Regions from separate parts of the Mus musculus genome. Here region 1 is linked to region 2. Evidence: chromatin contacts called from public Hi-C data. All regions are on one chromosome and are shown on one strand. The core of a region is the stretch at or near the end of the contact, and the rest is flanking DNA. Distances in the headings are between cores, read along the strand shown.

Region 1 (2,882 bases), core at 104-2,603, 180 kb after region 2:
GAAAGTACCCAAGGAGCTAAAGGGATCTGCAACCCTATAGGCAGAACAACATAATGAACTAACCAGTATCCCGGAGCTCTTGACTCTAGCTGCATATGTATCAAAAGATGGCCTAGTCGGCCATCACTGGAAAGAGAGGCCCATTGGACACGCAAACTTTATATGCCCCAGTACAGGGTAACGCCAGGGCCAAAAAGGGGGAGTGGGTGGGTAGGGGAGTGGGGGTGGGTGGCTATGGGGGACTTTTGGTATAGCATTGGAAATGTAAATGAGCTAAATACCTAATTAAAAATGGAAAAAAAACAGATATTCATATGAGAGAATAATTGTATTTTATTGTGGTATCATACATGCATTTTGAAGACAATACAAGATGAAGCTCACATTTAAACAGAAGCCCTAACTGAAAGCACAAAGCTTCTAAGAGAAAAACATGAGATAATATTATTTCAATATTGGGAGACATAAAGATCTTATATGTATTCTACAGTATGTTAACCATAAGACATAGAATAGATAAATTTGATTTTATTGAAAATTCATTTATAAAAGGTATCACTAGGAAAATGAAAACCATATCACAGATTGGGATTAAATCTTTCCAGCCCATCTATCTATTGATATACTTGTATCCAGAGTATGTCAATCATTTCACTAATCACAAATATCTGAGTTTAAAGACTGAGCAGAGCCTCAATTCACAAGAAGGAGAAGAGGAGGAGGAGGAGGAGGAGGAGGAGGAGGAGGAGGAGAAGAAGAAGAAGAAGAAGAAGAAGAAGAAGAAGAAGAAGCAGCAGCAGCAGCAGCAGCAGCAGCAGCAGCAGCAGAAGCATCTAGCTGTGTCTCATTGCAGTACACACAAAGCCAGACTGTTGGTCATTGAGGTAACTGAGACTCCCATATACTGCTGGTATAAGCTGAAAATGCCACTATTACTGTGCAGGTTTATTTGTTGATGTTAAAAAATATGTTTACTTCTTGACCTTGCAATTAAAGCCCGTTTATAGCTAGATGAAAATACATGTCTGCACACAGACCTTTACAAGGCTGCCCTTTAGGTGGCTTTATTCACATTTGTTTCCAACGGGTGACAACCCAGGTCTGTCTCCAGGTAAATGAATATCAATCTTTGCTACTGATTTATTTAACAACATGGACAATGAGGAGGGAAAATGACAGACAGAAAAGAGGACATTCTGTCTGGTTCTACTTATGTGAAAATGAGCAAACAACACAGTTCTAGGATTTAAAAAAAAAAATTAGAGCAGTGTTTGCCTCTGGGGAGGTGAACAGGCACTAGCCTGGCAAGGGTAGGAGAAACTCACTAGTCTACAGAAATACTGCGATTGGCAGTGTGCACTGGTGTGCACATTTGCCAGACCTCATTAAATATAAAATCTGTGCCTTGTGCATGTAGGAATCTTTCCAAGGAGGCCCTCATTATATCTGCCTCTTGGTTTTCACAACCCCATAGCAGGACCAGATTTGCTCTGCGTGACCCAACATTACTGCAGAAGTGGTGTTGTGACCTTGGAGCTGGCTTTGAGCCACCCTGTGGCTTCTGCCTTGGTCTCGTTTTCATGATCTTTTTTTTTTTGGATAGCTTGTTCTGGAGAAGTTGACTGCCCTGTCTTCGGCACGTCAAGGAGTCTAGCAAGAGAAGCTTAACACACACTCCAACAACCAGTGAGGCTCTGGGGCCTCCCAACCACTCAAGCAGGGATCTGGGGAATGGCTATTCTAGTCCTCAAATGACTGATGGCTCACACACCTTCATGCCGCTCCTGGAAGACATTCTCCCGGAGCCATCCAGCTAAACTGCTTCCAGAGTCTCAGCCCCAGAAACTGTGTGTATTGAAAAAAAGCTGCAAAATTTTGGCAGTAGGTAACTGATATGCTTTATATGTAAAATGTGTTTTAATTTGAAATATTAGAAAGATAAATCAGATAAGAATATATAGTGTTGGTGTATCTTTTTTGAGAGCAATATCGGATCACTTGACCACAGTGATTTGGTATATTAAGTAGGGTTATCTCAAAGATCAGGATCAATATTATAAAAGGAGACATACTACAGACTTGCACAGCCAGGCTGTAATAATGTCTGTATGCTGGGGAGGCTGAGAAGCCAGCAGCGCTCAGTCCAGTCCAGTGCTGGATGCCTGGAAGTTCCCCCAGGAGTTGCTGATTATGGGCTGAAGAGGTTGGAGTGTAATGTAAATAGTGGAAGTGGCGGCAGAGATGGGCACATGGGCTCAGGAGGGAGTGCAGGCAGGTGGGCAGCACTGCTTCCCCCCCCCCCAGCTGTCTTATATCTGACTCTCTGTTGATGATGCTGCCCACGTTGAGGGCAGCTCTTCCCTCCTCTCAGTTGATCCTCTCTGGAAAGACACTCGGAAGTGCCCATAGGTCTCCTAGGTGACCCCAAATCCCATCCCATCAAGTGGGCAGCATCAACCTCACATTGGGGTAATCTGACTATTACTATGCATCTTTCAATTTCTTCTAAGTGTTGTAGGGTGCAAAACAAAAGGTTTTAATAAAAGCAAACTGTTGGAAATATGTTTTTCCCTGTGCTCAATCAGAGACCTATACCACCCAATGTCTGAATATAGAGAGTCATAAGCTTGGTATCTTGAGGTTTTTGTCTTATATTTTCATTTAGTATATGTTTTAAGTGTATGAGGGCTTTGTACTTGTCTGAGTGTTACATGTATGCAGTTTCTATAGAAGCCAGAAGAGGGCAGAGGTTGCTCTGGAATTGGAATTCTAGATAGTTGTGAGCCACCATGCGGATGCTGGGAGCTGAACGTGGGTCCTCTTAAAAAACAGCAAGATCTTCACTTCTGAGTCATCTCTCCAGGCCAAGAAAACTTTTTATT
Region 2 (2,886 bases), core at 322-2,821:
ATCTGTATCCCTCTACCCAGCAGAGGAAAATTCAAAAGGCCCTTCTTGGATCTGTGAGAGCAGAGCCTTCGGCTCGGAGAGCTGACGGTGACGGGGAGGCCTCCTCAGTCTGTCCTCCAGCTGGTCGTATCCCATCTTCACCTGACAAGGACAGGGTGTGCCTCCTGCACTCCTGCACTGTACACAAAGGGACTCAGGTGCCACCGGAGGGCCACTAGGACTATGGATGGATGAAAGAGTAAAACAGAGGTCAGGGAGCTTCTAAAAGGTCACTTTACCCACTGTTCATACTGTCAGTTGGATTGGGAATTCAGTCCACCTCCCACCTAGCCCATACTACCCTGGCTAGGAGAACTCTCAAAGTGTTCATCTTGTTTCAAATTGGAGGCCAGGATGGGCTGTCTCTCCCTTGAGGCAGCTCTGCAGCCTCTTCCCTCTTCCTCGTCAATCTTCCAGGGTGGGGAACTCATGGAGGTGACTGCTGGAAGGGGTCCCCTAGTGAGGATAATGGCGACAGCTGGCCTGCAGATGCAATGTCTGGGGACTGGGGGGAGGAGAGTTGGGGGGGGGGGAGAGGTATGAGGAGGGGGAGGGCGGTCTTTCTAACTCCCATAGCTTACATTTCAGAAAGAAGTGAAGCGGCCACCCTGGGTGTGATGACTCAGATCTGGATCACTAGGACTTTGTCTAGCTCTGAGATCCAAGTGTGGGTGTGTGGGTGTATAAGTGTGTGTACACAAACACATGCTCACACATGTGCACACAACTCCCTGGAGAACTATCAGAATGGTGGGAATGATCTTCTATCCCATCTCATGCATTTCAGCCTGAAATATGAGCAGAATAGTCTAGAAATCTCTTCTGATTTCCCCAAACCAGCAGGTACGACAAGGTGACAAGAAGAAAGGTTTGGTACCATAGAATCTGGCAAGTTAAAGTTGGCGAGTGTTGGGGCTGGCGAGGTGGCTTGGTGGTTAAGAGCACTGATTGATCTTCCAGAGGACTGGGGTTCGATTCCCAGCGTCAACATGGCAAGTGCCTGGGATCTGACACCCCCTACTCCCAAGAATGTAGACAAAAACACCAATGCACATAAAATAAAATTAAATAAATTATTTTTTAAAATGTGGAGACTGTTGTACCTCTCCCAGGAGAGTCTTTTCTGGACTCAGTGGCTCTTCTCCTCCAGAAGGAACTGGCTGATTTCACCATCCAGCTTAGAGCACGTTCCTTATGACACGTGCCAGTGATGGATTGGTCACTGAAGATAGTCTAGTCCCCAAAGAAGAGCTTGCTCTAAGCCACGTGCACCCTGAGTCCTGCAGTCTAGTTTCTTTGGTGTGAGTCCCAGAACCAATGACCTCAGGCTCAGGGCCAGAAAATATGTGTTGGCGCCCATCCATCTCCTGCCCACTGCCAGGCTGGGGCTCTTGGCTCTGCTGCCTGACAGCTGGGAAGGGAGGGGCTTAGCTTGGCATTCATTCTTAACACTGGTGTTCCCATCGCTGCTGGGGTTCACTGGGAGAGAGACTAAGTGCCAGCACAACAGATTTGTTTCCTTTTCCTTCTGATGACTCATTTTTTACCTAGAGAATAGGGCAGGGGTAACGGGTTGGTCTTGGCTTTGGCGTAGACTAGCTCCATGCCTTGGTGCATGGCCAGGGGCCTTTTCCAATGAAGTCTCTTCCTTTTCCAGGAGAGGCCATATTCTTGTATGAGCCAAAGGAGAGGCACAGATGTCAGCGTGGGTGAGAGAGCTCCAAGTCCAGCTCATTACGTCTACATCTACCATTCAGGGCCAGAGCTGTGGGGGAGGCTGGGCTTTCCTACCGGACACTGATGCTAGCAAGGCTGAAAGTTTCCCTTGTGGACTGGGCTTCGAGGCACCATGGAGCAGTGTACTCCACTGCCTTGCCGTTCATCTCCTTGTCCAACCACACATCCATCTATCATCTATCCATTTGTCCACCCACCTATCTACCCATCCTCCCACTCATTCATCCATCTACCAGTTCATTCATCTACCCAGCTATCTTACCACTCAAGCATTTACCCATCCATCTTCTCCATCATTTAGTGACTCTTCAGGAGCCTCATCTTGGCAACATGGCTCAGAGGTCAAGGGTAATGTCTTAGTGAGGGTTTCTATTGCTGTGAAGAGACACCATGACCGCTGCAACTCTTATAAAGGAAAACATTTCATTGGGGCTGGCTTACAGTTCAGAGGTTTAGTCTGTTATCATCGCTGCAGGAAGCATGCGGGCAAACATGGTGCTGGGGAGGTAGCTGAGAGTTCTACATCTGGATTGGCAGAGGGAAAAGAGAGTAACAGTAGGCCTGGCTTGAGCATCTGAAACTTCAAAATCCACCTACAGTGACATATCCTCCAACAAGGCCGCACCTCCTAATAGTACCACTCCCTGTTGGCCTATAGAAGCTATCTTCATTCAAACCACCACTGGTAGCTTCCACGTGCTTGATTTAATGGTTCTGAAGTATTTGTGTGGCTCCATTAGTGGGGAGTGGCATTGAGGCAGAGGGAGTGGGTGACGAGGCCTGTCTCACCTTGAAAGGCTATAGTGTTGGTCAGTCCCACAGGACACCTGTTTGCATTTGATAGGAACATGTCTTGATAGGAACATGACTTCATGGGGAGCTGCAGAGACAGCAGAATCACAGGGATACCTCCTGGAGCTGGGTTTTGGTAAACAAACAAACAAACAAACAGCAAAACAAAACAAAAGAATAACCAATAGTATCTGGAGGTAAAGTCTTTACCTCTCAGGGTGCAGTTATCAAACACCACACAACAAAATCATTTCATGCTATATCCTTGGCAGATGTGTGTGCCTGTATTTTCAAAACCCAGTGCTTATTCCAGCTGTG

Evidence for each region. A called contact is a pair of places that touch in the nucleus more often than the background predicts.
Region 1: a contact with region 2 is called in a Hi-C map of cerebellar granule neurons, with 2.3 times the contacts expected there. The contact joins two enhancer-like sites. A contact is called at or near these places in 9 of 484 Hi-C or Micro-C datasets (8-cell embryo, cerebellar granule neurons, cerebellum and 2 more) and 1 of 9 other capture datasets (embryonic stem cells).

What each region holds. Positions count from the first base shown.
Region 1 is chr4:33,700,793-33,703,674 of GRCm38.p6, forward strand. No RefSeq gene overlaps it. Among named protein-coding and RNA genes, the nearest start is that of Gm33059, 79 kb to the right of the region's middle. Within about 2 kb of position 1,354, at least 8 of the 459 cell types and tissues checked have an H3K27ac peak or open chromatin away from gene starts, as enhancers often do. A contact at or near this core is called in cerebellar granule neurons and cerebellum, where this site is marked.
Region 2 is chr4:33,523,255-33,526,140 of GRCm38.p6, forward strand. No RefSeq gene overlaps it. Among named protein-coding and RNA genes, the nearest start is that of Gm52726, 15 kb to the left of the region's middle. Within about 2 kb of position 1,572, at least 35 of the 459 cell types and tissues checked have an H3K27ac peak or open chromatin away from gene starts, as enhancers often do. A contact at or near this core is called in cerebellar granule neurons and cerebellum, where this site is marked.